Regions from separate parts of the Callithrix jacchus genome. Here region 2 is linked to region 1. The links are chromatin contacts, called in public Hi-C maps. All regions are on one chromosome and are shown on one strand. The core of a region is the stretch at or near the end of the contact, and the rest is flanking DNA. Distances in the headings are between cores, read along the strand shown. Region 1 overlaps CCDC192 (coiled-coil domain containing 192). Region 2 has its middle 39 kb from the start of PRRC1.

The links. A called contact is a pair of places that touch in the nucleus more often than the background predicts.
Region 2: a contact with region 1 is called in a Hi-C map of skeletal muscle, with 5 times the contacts expected there. The contact joins two enhancer-like sites. A contact is called at or near these places in 3 of 3 Hi-C or Micro-C datasets (induced pluripotent stem cells and skeletal muscle).

Annotation. Positions count from the first base shown.
Region 1 is chr2:81,241,670-81,247,741 of calJac240_pri, reverse strand. All of the region lies in intron 3 of CCDC192 (coiled-coil domain containing 192), which reads left to right. Among named protein-coding and RNA genes, the nearest start is that of CCDC192, 56 kb to the left of the region's middle. Within about 2 kb of position 2,236, at least 2 of the 16 cell types and tissues checked have an H3K27ac peak or open chromatin away from gene starts, as enhancers often do. A contact at or near this core is called in skeletal muscle, where this site is marked.
Region 2 is chr2:81,436,653-81,442,335 of calJac240_pri, reverse strand. No RefSeq gene overlaps it. Among named protein-coding and RNA genes, the nearest start is that of PRRC1, 39 kb to the left of the region's middle. Within about 2 kb of position 2,040, at least 2 of the 16 cell types and tissues checked have an H3K27ac peak or open chromatin away from gene starts, as enhancers often do. A contact at or near this core is called in skeletal muscle, where this site is marked.

The sequences.
Region 1 (6,072 bases), core at 987-3,486:
TGAGAAAGAAGGAAATAGATCATAGTAACAGAAAAGGAAGGATTTTAGCAGTTTACTTTCTCTTAAGAGTTTTAACCACTTTGCTAATATTTATGCTAAAAATTCTTCAGGCATATTTATTTGTATTGTTACAAAGCTTGGACTAGAAACAATGCCTCACACGCAAAAAAATCTAATATATTTAACTCTAATCAGCAAGATATTATGAATCATGTTATGCCTAAGACCCTAGGACAAACTCCCATTATTTCTCTCTTAGTACATCTTCGTGTCCAGTCTATCTTTTCTTTACGTTTAGGAATAGAAGGAGCAAAGACACTAGCAAATTTTTAGATACTGAATGTGTGTATTGAGTGGATAAAAGTAATTTGATGCATACTTAGATTGTCCAAAAATGTTCTGGTTTTTTTTTTAATTGTTTATATGCAACAGTAGGTCTTTTGATGTCAAGTTTATTTGAAATAAACAATGTGCCCTTGGTAGGAGTATTCATTTCTGCAAATGCTCAGAAATTATGCTTGACATGCCAATCTGAAATCATGAGTTTTGTGAATGAGTTTTTGTTTTCAGAACTATTTTGAAGTCTACTTTAATGCCATAACATCACAAGCAGTCTGTTTGACCTGGAATGGGTTCCTTATCAACATGAAATCTAGTTATCAGGAACTTCATTAAACAATTTGGCTAACCAGAGTTCTGATTGATTTTACAGCAGACAAGTTCCCTCCTTATTAAAAAACAAAACAAAATCGGACAACTTCTCATTTAAGCAGGTGTTCATCTTCATCTCATTACTGGTTTGTTGGTGTAAATTAAGAGCTTCAAAGAATGCAAGGAAACAAATAGAAGCTGGTGAAGAGATAGTGTTGTTCTGAATAGACTCAAACACAATGACGAATCAGGTTCTGTAGTGTATTGTTGTTGCAGGCGGGATGTGTGGATTGCTGGCCTGTTACATAACTGAAGACTTCCTTTTGCTTGTAAATGTCAAGATCAAACAGAGGTCAGTTTTAAATAGCTGACCGGTGCTGATAAATGTGACTTTCTCTTTTTAGAAAAAGCAAAAAGCCTCCTGCCTTAAGAGTCACGGTTCTGCTGTTAGAAGGAGGTGTCTTTGTTTGGGCTTAACTTATATTTTGTTCATAAGGTTTTCTCTGAGATGGCAAATAAACTTTCTCTTTGCCTATTGTCTACAGATAAATTAGTAAGTTAGGTATATGCTTTCTTTCAATTATTTGTTCATTCAATAAATATTTATTGAGTTTATACTATGAGCTAGGCATTCTGTTTGGTACTCCTGTGAATTTCAGCTCATGTATTTCTCCAAACAGTCCTGGAAAATCGTATATGCCATTTTGCAAATGAAGAAAGCTCTTTTGTGGGCTTGCAAGCCTCTTGTCTGCTCCTTCTATATGCTCTCCTTGGTGATCCGACTTCAGGGTACACAATCTGCTGAAACGCATTAAGTCCTCACCATTGGTCCAGGTCTTCCCTGACTCCAGACCTAATTATGTGTCTACTGAACAGCTCCACCAAGATTCCCACAGCCAACTCAAGCTCTCCATCTCTAAAATTCAACTTGCCTGCTTCTTGCCCCAAGCCTGTTTTCTTCCCCCACATTCCCTAGGCCAACGATCAGTGCCACCAGCCACTCTGTGCTGCTTTGATTCTTTCCTTTTCCTCACCCCTCATATGCAATCAATTGCTGAGTAGTGTGGGTGATGACTCCCAAATCATTCTTAAATCTCTGTCTCCACTGTCTTCATTCTTGTCTAGGTCACAATCTGTAGCGCCTCTCCTGACTCTACCTTCATTATGGCCCTTGTTTAATGACTCCTCAACACTACAACCAGAATGAAGGTTCTGTAACACAGACCTCATATTTCTCAACTTTAAATCTTAAATTAGCCCACTTTCACTGTCAGGGTCAAATCTGTGCTCTAACAGATGTTACAGTGCCATTTATGATACGACCACCTGCTTGTTTCTCCAGCTTTACCTTACACCACTCCCTGTATACCACTATTACACCACTTTCAGTTCTTTAAAGGTATCATATCCTCTCTCACCTTTCTAATCTAATCTAAGGAAAAACAAAGACCCCATTTCTTAGAGTCAAATTTTCATTAATACACTCCTTCCCCTGTGCTTCTGCCTAGAATTTCTATGCTAACTCCCTCCACTCCCTCTTATCTCCTTCCTCATTATCCAAAGAAGCCCAAGAGACTACTTTTCAGATCCTCAGTTAGATGTCATTCCCTCCAAAATGCATTTCTTCTTCCTTCAAGTTTGGGTTAGATGTCCTTAGGTGCTTTCATAATCTCTCTCCCACCTCCCACCTATAACTGCTTGTCTGTATCTCCCACTATACTGTATACCCCATGGAAGAAGCTCAGACAGTAACTCCTATGAGGTCCTAAGTCAAATTAGAATTCATTACTTGTCCCTTTTATGTCAAAGCTCATGTTTTTCCATTTTGCACTTGGAGTTGACCCCCAGGCAAGGAGGGCCATAGGAGGACGCACATTCAGATCTGTGCTCAAGAGAGAAAGCAATCAGGGTACTGAGAAGGACAGATTTGACAGACCGGAGCCAGGCAGATCAATGTGAGGCTCTTATAAAAATCCAGTTTGGAAATGATAAAGGCCTAAATTATCAGTGGAGAGAAGACTGAAACAAGATATATTTATGAGTTGGATTTGGTGATTAATTAAATGTAGGAGCTGAGGGGAAAGTCGACTGATTTCAAGTTTCAGGTGACTGTGCAACCTGTGGTTACCCAACTATCTTATATTGGAATTATTAGATGTTAAAAATGATTCATTTCTTATGGATGACTCCATGCAGACTTGATTTACCACTTATGCTATAGATTCTTCATCCAAGTTCTGGATGATTCTAATTTCCTTTTATAGATCTTCTAAATCTTGCCATTTTAGCTATTATGTCAGATCCTTCAACCCAGGGGTGTCTAATCTTTAGGCTCCCCTTGGCTACATTGGAAGAAGAAGAATTGTCTTGGGGCACAAATAAAATATACGAATACTAAGGATAGTTGATGAGCTAAAAAAAAATCACAAAAAAACCTCATAATGTTTTAAGAAAGTTTACATATGTGTGTTGGCCCACATTCAATGCCGTCCTGGGCTGCATGTGGGTCATGGGACGTGCTTGTTTTAACCCATCCTGGAAATAGTTTTTCTTCTATTTTTCAGTCCATGGAGTTTCTGGGAGAAAATTTAGGAAGACCATGTGTTTTGCGTGTGAAGATCTCATTTATTAGCCTCAGAAAGTGTTAAGTGTTGAAGTTTGGAGTTATACCAATGCAAATCTCTTGAGGCTATTGAATGAATGTCTAGTGACAAGCAGTGGTCCAATACAGAGGTCCTCAACATTTTGTCCAAGAGATCCCTTGGAGGTTGCTAACACCCTTAAATGATCTTCAAAGTTAAACCTATTTGGATAATAATACTAATAGGTTATTATTCTTTTCTGCTATCATTCTTTTATGAGTAGAATTTTCCAGATTCTATATGACAGAATCAATGCAGAAGCAGATATGAAAGTCCCACTGTCTTCTATTAAGCCAGACATTAAGGAAATTTGCAAAATCTAAAACAATACCACTTTTTTCTGTTTCCTTTTTGTTTTGTTTTGAAAAAGTTATTTCTAATTAAAATATATTTGTGTTAGCATATACTGAGTTTATTATTTTTAAACAAATTAATAAAAGCACTTTTAAATTTCTAAGTTTTAATTTCTAATTCAGTAAATATCAGTAGATATAGCCCATATAAATAAAAGCTTTTAAAAGTTCTCAGTAATTTTTAGAAATGTAAAAACGTCCTGAGCATCAAAAGTTTGCAAAATGCTGATTTCTGACCCTGTAGAGTATAATTCAAGAAGCACAGTCTGTTTGGGAACATGAATCATGATGGAAATTGCCATTACACAAAATGTATAGTAAATTAACATAATTTTATTAATAAACAAAATAATATGCTAAACAGACCTCCAAAGAGGGGAACCTCATCAGTGGCTGGTAATTGGAACAGCAGGTCACTCTGTCACCGAACAGAAAATGTTCTTCAATTAGTAGGAGGATATCAATGAAATGAACATGTTCATTATTCATATTTCCACAAGACCATGAATGAAAAAGGAATTGTCCACATTATGGAGACTCTTTGTTTTCTTCCTGACTCCCAGTATTTGTGCATCTAAGCTTCCTGAGCCTGTTTTGTTCTCCTCCCCTCACTGAACTTTTTCCTCCACTGCCTGCTGTCAGCTTCTTAAGCCTATTTTCACAATATGCCCTATGTTGACCCATCCCACTCACTTATGCCCTGTGTTGACACTACATTTCTGATTCTGACAGAATCATTTTAAATTTATAGCACACCCAGGCAGATAAATGCCTTTTTATAGAATTGTTTAAGGGGGGAAAAGGTAGGGACTTCTCTCTCATTTTGCCTACGATGGAGCGCAATCTTGGGGTCAATGGTTTGAGTCCGATCTGCTCAGTCAAGGAAAAATACCTCCAGGGAGTATTCTATAACGTGGTGAACAGCAGAGAGGCATTGTTGAGAATGACTGATTTTACACAGAGTATACTATGCAGGCACATACAGGAAAAAAAGCTCTAGAGAGTATATATAATGGGTTATGAAATCAATTGCTAATTCTTCCCCTCTAAGGAACTGGTAAAACAAAACAAAACAAAACAAAAACCTCTTACCTCATATAACTAAAGGGACAGTTCTGATCTTTTCTGGATTTTGATTTGAGGTCATGGGACTTCTGTGGTTCTATTCTGTTCCTGTCCTACCCCATCCAAGAAGTCTACTTCTTACTTCAAATTCCCTTATTATCTGTGTCTGTGCTCATGTCCTGTGTCCAAAAAAAGTATGAATTCTAAAGCTTCACTTACTTTGACTACCTTCAAATATGTTGTCTCAGATCGTTTCCCTTCGTAACACAAAGGACTGCTGCAACATCTTACTGCTTTGAATGTGTGGGGTCCTTGTCCACCCCCACTTCCCATCTCTGTTCCTCTGTTCTCATCTTGAGTATTTTGTACTTTCTTTGGAAACCACACACTCTGTAAAAGAGCAGTAAGTTGAATTGGGCTTCCATTCTGGTGGGAACAATCATTTCCTGTGTTAAAATTCATCTGGGAATGGTTGCCTTCCTCAGAGTAGAGGACTCTGTAGTTCCTAATCTCAGAGGACTTTTCCTGAAGTTGCCTGATTTTTGTTTCCAAAAGCCTAAACCTATTGAAGAGACTAATAAGTATTGAGAGAAATGGAGACTCCTGAGAGAGACTCAAAAGAGAGCAGAGTGCCTTTTCCCCAAACCGGAAGTAGAGAGTCAGCTCTCTGAGTCACACTAGCAGGGGAAGCCTGTACCCTGTTCCATGAAAATGCTCAGAGAATGTGCCAGTTAGAGGGAGTTTTGTAACCTAGGAATGTGTCCTAGACCCCTGTGAAATGTTGGCTAACCTGTAGGATCTATGATTGCATACAAGGGTTTCTGGTGGGACGAGAAAAGCATCACCAGTGGCCTGGGGATATACAGGGTTCCCATATAGGTAAACTATCCTGGGCAGAGAAGATCTTCAAGAACAGCTGTGTAACTAGAGGTGGGGACTTAAAGTTGAAATAAAAAAGATTTATAGAAAGTAAAAAATGTGATATTTCTTATATACTTGGATTTGTGGATTGAGAGCTGTCTGCTTTTCAGTAGCTCTATTTCTGTGTAATTACTTTATGCCCAATCTCATGTTGACTTTAATTTCTTAGAACCCAATATTATTGCTTTTTGACCTTTATATCTAATTGTTACCCTTTATTTCTAAGTCAATGATTGATCACGTCACCTTTCCCATGTCTTTTCATTTCTCTCTGGTATTCTTGTCTATTCTTAAGGCCTAGATAATTTTTTTGAAGATTAAAGGAATCTTAGGAATCCATTTGCCTGCATCCTGAACTTTATATTTCAATTGACCTGTTGGTAAATATTTCTATTTTCACTTGGAGCTTAAATGATTCTTTGTTAGGGATCATTTACCCC
Region 2 (5,683 bases), core at 791-3,290, 190 kb before region 1:
CTCACCACCTGGCAGGAATGAAATTTCAAGCAGGTTTGTAATCCCTTTCAGCCTCAGTTTCTTCATCAGTAAAATAGAGGTGTTGATATCACAGGTACAAGACTGTTGTGAGAAAGGAAGCAATATATATACTTCGTTCCTGTGAGTGTTTCTTATGAACATCTGCCCACACTGAGTATGCTTCTGATGTTTAAAAACAGGGATATTGCATGAAATGTGGCCCCTAAATGCTAGCCAGTGTCTTACAATTGCCTGTTTTAATGCTGGAGAATTAACTGTTGGGCTTACCATGAGACATGCCAACCTCTACTCCAGGTCCTTCTTATGGAGCGAAGGTCTTAATTTTTCAATAGCACTTTTGTGTTATAATTTGACAGACATATTTGTGAAAACCCCTGCTTTCTGTATAATTCTGCAGTAGGAAAAGAAGTTACGGGAAAAGATGGGATTAGGGACAGATCAATAAAACCTGTATAACTTTGAAATCAGGTACTAACAAAACTCATAATAACTTCAATTAGAATATTAGCACAAAATTTACAACATTTTATGTTTCTAATAAGTAAATACAACAAAAGAAGAGGCCTTTACCTTTAGGAACAAAAATGGTGAAGGTAGATTGATGGAAAGGGAAGGCAGTGATAAAGGACCGAGCATGCTGAGCTGTGGAAAAAGAACAAAATACAGAAGGATGAGGGAGTACTGTGCAATGAGCACTTGCAGACAAATCCGGAGCCTCATCTAAGCCAAAAAGGCGAACATGGGCTGATGGGCATTGAGTGTTTGTGATTTTGCATTTAGCTGCTACTACTTAGTTACATGAACCAAAAAGACCTCTAGGTTATACAAACAACATTCACCCATTTACCAATTTTGTTTAAGCTAATTGTTACAGAAACATGAGCTGTAGCACAGCAGACTGAACTTGTTTACCTTCCTCATAACCATTAGAAACTAATTACCACTATACATAGAAGCCTCTTGTAAACCACCATGGAAAAGTCAAAGGCCTGTAGTGTAGGGGTCAGGCAAGCAATAGAAGTGAGCGAGGCATACCCCATCTACAGGGGACGGGCATGCTCCATTTCAGCTAACTGTTGCCATATGGAATGGAGGACTTGGGTATGGCCAAATCATTTGATTTTCCCCCCAGAGAATTCAGATATCTGAATTTTTAGGTAAGATTGCCCGGTTCCTAAAACCCTGACCAAAATATAACAGAGGGTTGGGATTCACTTTGGGCTCTCAGTTGTGACCTTAGGAAAATAACAGACTGTACAAATCCATTAATACCTGTGAAGTCTCCAGGGAGCTTTAAAATGTGAGCATTATGATGGTTGTACATGGCGGGGCCTCAAGGAGTGGGTTTGCACAAACTGAACTCAAGATCTGGTTATTGCTGGGATTGCATGGGAGGCTACTTAATGTGTATTCTAGATATATTGAAATTAGAGTTGAATTCAGTTGTCTGTCATGTAGGTTATCCACCGTTCCTTGTTATTTCCCTATCATGGGGCTGTTTCATTTGTGCTTTCTCCCAAAGAGTGAAAAATTAGTTTACTTTTGAGTTTGCAGAGTTGTTTGTCCAGGATACATGCAAACACTTGCTGGAAAATTAGAGCCTAATGCAATTGCCTCAAACTCTTGCTGGAACTTTTCCCCTTATCACTACATTATTTAACATGAAAACAATGTGTAGAAAAAAGTTCAAGTGTTCCTAATAAACATAGCTAATTGGATTCTCAAGTCTCTTCTGTGACATAAAAACTGAAATAGTTTTTAAGCTGAAGCACCAATTAATAGGGCTAGTCATGGAAAGAACACTTACAGGAGCAGAACTTAATACCACATCTTTAGATTTGCGTAATGGTTTGCTGGCAAGCCAGGTCTTTTTCCCGTTTCTTTTGCCTAAGTTAAGTGCTCTAAAAGGGTGGAGGCAAGTATTCTTGTCAGCAGAGACTTGGCAACTAAAGTCTCCTTCCTGGTCCCCTGTGCCTTGCTTCAGCCTCAAGACAGTGAGACAGCCAGCCACCCAGGCAATGTTTTATGAATCTGATGCTATGGAATGGAGGGCAGTAAATTAGGGGAAGCTGGAATTCGCCTGTCTGTTTCAGAACACTCCATTTGGGGTGTATGAAATGTGTGCTGCCAGCTGGAGTTTCTGAGACAAGATGATGAAGTGGCAGTTTGCTTATATGATTTTATTTTTTCAGCTGACTTGGCCCCAGTAGATATATAGGAGGTGAGGGGGGAAAATGATTAAATTACCTAGTAGTAAAAACACACTTTCCCCCTGCTTCTAAGTAGGAAACTAAGGAATGGTCGACAAATATTTCCATGAGGTAATAACTAATCCTTGAATAAGTAAGCTTCCATTCGCTAAAAAAAAAAAATCAGTTTATGCCATATGCAAGTGAAAATGTGCATCAAATCATGGTGGAAAGTATAGATACATTCAGAGAAATGAACTGGATTGTGCGTTTTCATGGTTCCTGCAGTAATCTATCATATTGTATCTGCCACACTGTATACATATATTTACAGTCATCCCTCAGTATTGGTGGGAGATGGGTTCCAGAATTCCCACGTAATCAAAATCCACTGCCTCATTATTCCATGGTCTTCCAGAGAGCAGAGGAATTGTGTGATTTTTGGAGTATAGCTGAATTTACCTGAGGTGGCCTTTAAAAACTCAGCTCCCATGCTAGGGAAGTTCTCAGAGACACAAGGTAGAAAGTGTCCTTTCTCCAAAAGAAAAGTGAAACTTCAAAAGCATTTAAGAACTCTTACCTTAGAAATCAAAGGATGCCTGCTGAGATTTGCCTACTGAATTATAGAGAGACTGACCTTCTGGCCTCTCCCTCTCGCAAATCTGGGGTTGGTTGGTAGGAGGTAAGGATAGAGTTAGTGACAAAGACTGTTCACCCTGTCACTAGAGGGCACCAGTTGCACATCAAATGCCTAATATGTAGGCGTCAATGACCACATACCCTCTTCAAATACAGCAAAATGTCAAATGGAAATGGCTTGTAATAAGGTGGTTCCCTAGTGTCCCTGTTCTTATTCACCCCATTTCTGCTGCTGAAGGGAGTATTCTAAATTTGACTTTCTAGTGCTTTCAGAATTTAATTCAGAACTCTAATAAGTTGCAGATAAGAAAAATGAATGTTTTTCACCTGATTACATGATGGCACAGCACTAACTTTGCTACCATTTATCTGGCTCTTGCCACGTGCTGGGTAATATGTGAAACCTTATAGGAATTTTTTCAAAAGGTTTTGTTTCAGATCCTGCAACAAATGAAAATGGTTGATATCAACCGGCAGTCTCCCCTGTAAGCTAAAATACACTCTTCGATATAGAGTATAGGTATGTCTCTAGAGAACCTCCAAGTTGATATTTTCTGTTGAAATTTTACAAAGAAAACAGCCCCGGCATTTAGTTTATGTTACTCTTCTCTTCCTGGGATTGCACAGAGTGTTTTAAGGAAGCTGCCAACAGTCCCTTTCTACTGGCTTTGCCTTAGGTACTGAACCACTGTGCCAGCCCTTGCTTGGGTTTACTCTGGGGAAACCAGGCTCATTGTTTCTTATCTGTCTGTGATGCTTCCCTCAACCCATAGTTGTGTTTTCACAAAGAAAAAGGAAGTGAACATTCTCCACAGGACCATTTGATTCTGTTGATTGCTGACAGGTGTTGTGTTCTGAATAGAATTAGAGACTCTGTCCACCTCAGATGTACCCAATATCAGGTCAGCTATAATCTGTGCCTGATGTGAAGTCACAACATTTTGGCTGTGGGAGAAAACACATTCCTGGCTGTGCGACAGCAGTTGCTGTGTGTGGTGTCCAGTAAGATCTTCAGTCATAGTGGGCTTTGCAATGTACACCCTAAAAATGGAAATGAACCCGATGTCTCCTTATAAACAATGTGAGTCCTGATGGATGAGCTTCCTGAGCCTAGTTGAAAGTAATCAAGAAATATGAATTCCAGTTGCTCTTGGAATCCGTGCATCTTCAGAGGACTGAGGCAAGTGAGCCGAGGGGCACTCCCCGTGTGAGGTGGGGCTGGCTGGAGGAAAACTATTCAATGTCACCTATTGAAAAGCGACTACATGCCTGGCCCTGTCATCCCATAGAGGAAGAAATGAGGCCTACTCTAGATTATGAACTTTTCCCAAGGCTGTGCTGCTTATTATAAGTGGTAACAGGGTAACAAGTACCAGTCACTACTGACCATGCACATACCCTGTACCGAGCACCATCATTATCTATGGTGCAACACCACAGGGAGACATCACCATATTCACTTTGTAGATGAAAAGCCTGAGGCTGGGAGAGGTTAAATCACCTGCCCAAGTGCACCACCATCCTCCCCTCCCCTCTCCCAGCGTTGTCACCACCCTTGGCACTCCCTGCCACATGGTGTCCCCAGATTTGCTTCCTTGTAGAATAGGAAAAAAAGCCTGATAAATGAATTCGCTTGCATACCCTGGAAGAGGTGATTGCCAAGACCAGCCTCTCCCTGAGGACGTCTGGCAGAACAGTAACCCCTGCCTCTATCCAAACAGAGGGTCCCTTTGTCAAACACATTTAGAAAATTCAGAGTGCTGCATCTTCCTCTGAGAGATTCCTAACAAACATTACCATAGGAAAAGGCTCTGAGAAATCCTGGAAGACAGGAGAAACTTTCTTGATCAAGGACAGCCCTTTAAATTTACACTGGGAGGCCCAGAAAACAGTACCACAGAATATGGTACTTTGGCATGGTGAGTGCTTTGAAGGGAAAAAAATGGAAAGGTCTCAGAAATAAGCCTCAGAACCAAGGTCTCTTTTTGTCCTTCCCTCTTGCTCTTGTTTCTCTTATCCTGTCTGTTCTCAAGCACCAGAAGGGACTCTGTCTCAAATTTCCTTATCTGGCTAAGGAAGCTCTTTTTTTTTTTTCCAAAAGAAATGCAATTGTCTTAAGACTCCGTCCTTAGGAATCTCATGAAAAGACGAGGAAAGATTAACCACAGGAGAAGAAAAGAGACTGGGAGTTGTCACCACATCCAGACAAACTTTTCACCTACTCTTCTGAATGCAGCTCCTGAGATTTCCTGGGAGGCTCTATCTATATCATAAGACAACCTTTGTTCTTAATGAAGGTCCACTTTCCTGCCACCTCCACCAAAGCCCAGTGGAACATGGTCTCAGACCATTTTTCTTTGGGTTCATTCATTTTCATGGAAAATCAGTTACTCCTTCATCACCATCTCCCCTTCCCCTATTAAGAAGGGTATGAAAGCATTCAGGCCTCATTGTATTACTGGGTAATCACTCTACTGTGATTTCCCCTGTAGACTTTAAATACATTTTGTATGCCTTTTTCTTGTATTAATCTGCCTTTCATCCATTTCTTTCATTCATTCCTTACCTACATTAGGAGGTAATCCCTCAGGGGGTAAAGAGGAAGATTTCTTTCCACCCCTACAGCATGAAACATCTGCATTGGAGGTATTTGACTCTGAGCCCCATTTTCATCTGTAAAATGGGTTCATGTATGTAAAAGCATTTAGAATAGTGTATGACAGTAAAATTTAGTATAAGTAGTTACTGTGGGGCCCGAATAAATCAATAAGTTAAAAGGAACCGGGAAGGAGCCAGGCTGGAGGAACAGGGACCCGCCCTAACCCAGGGACCTA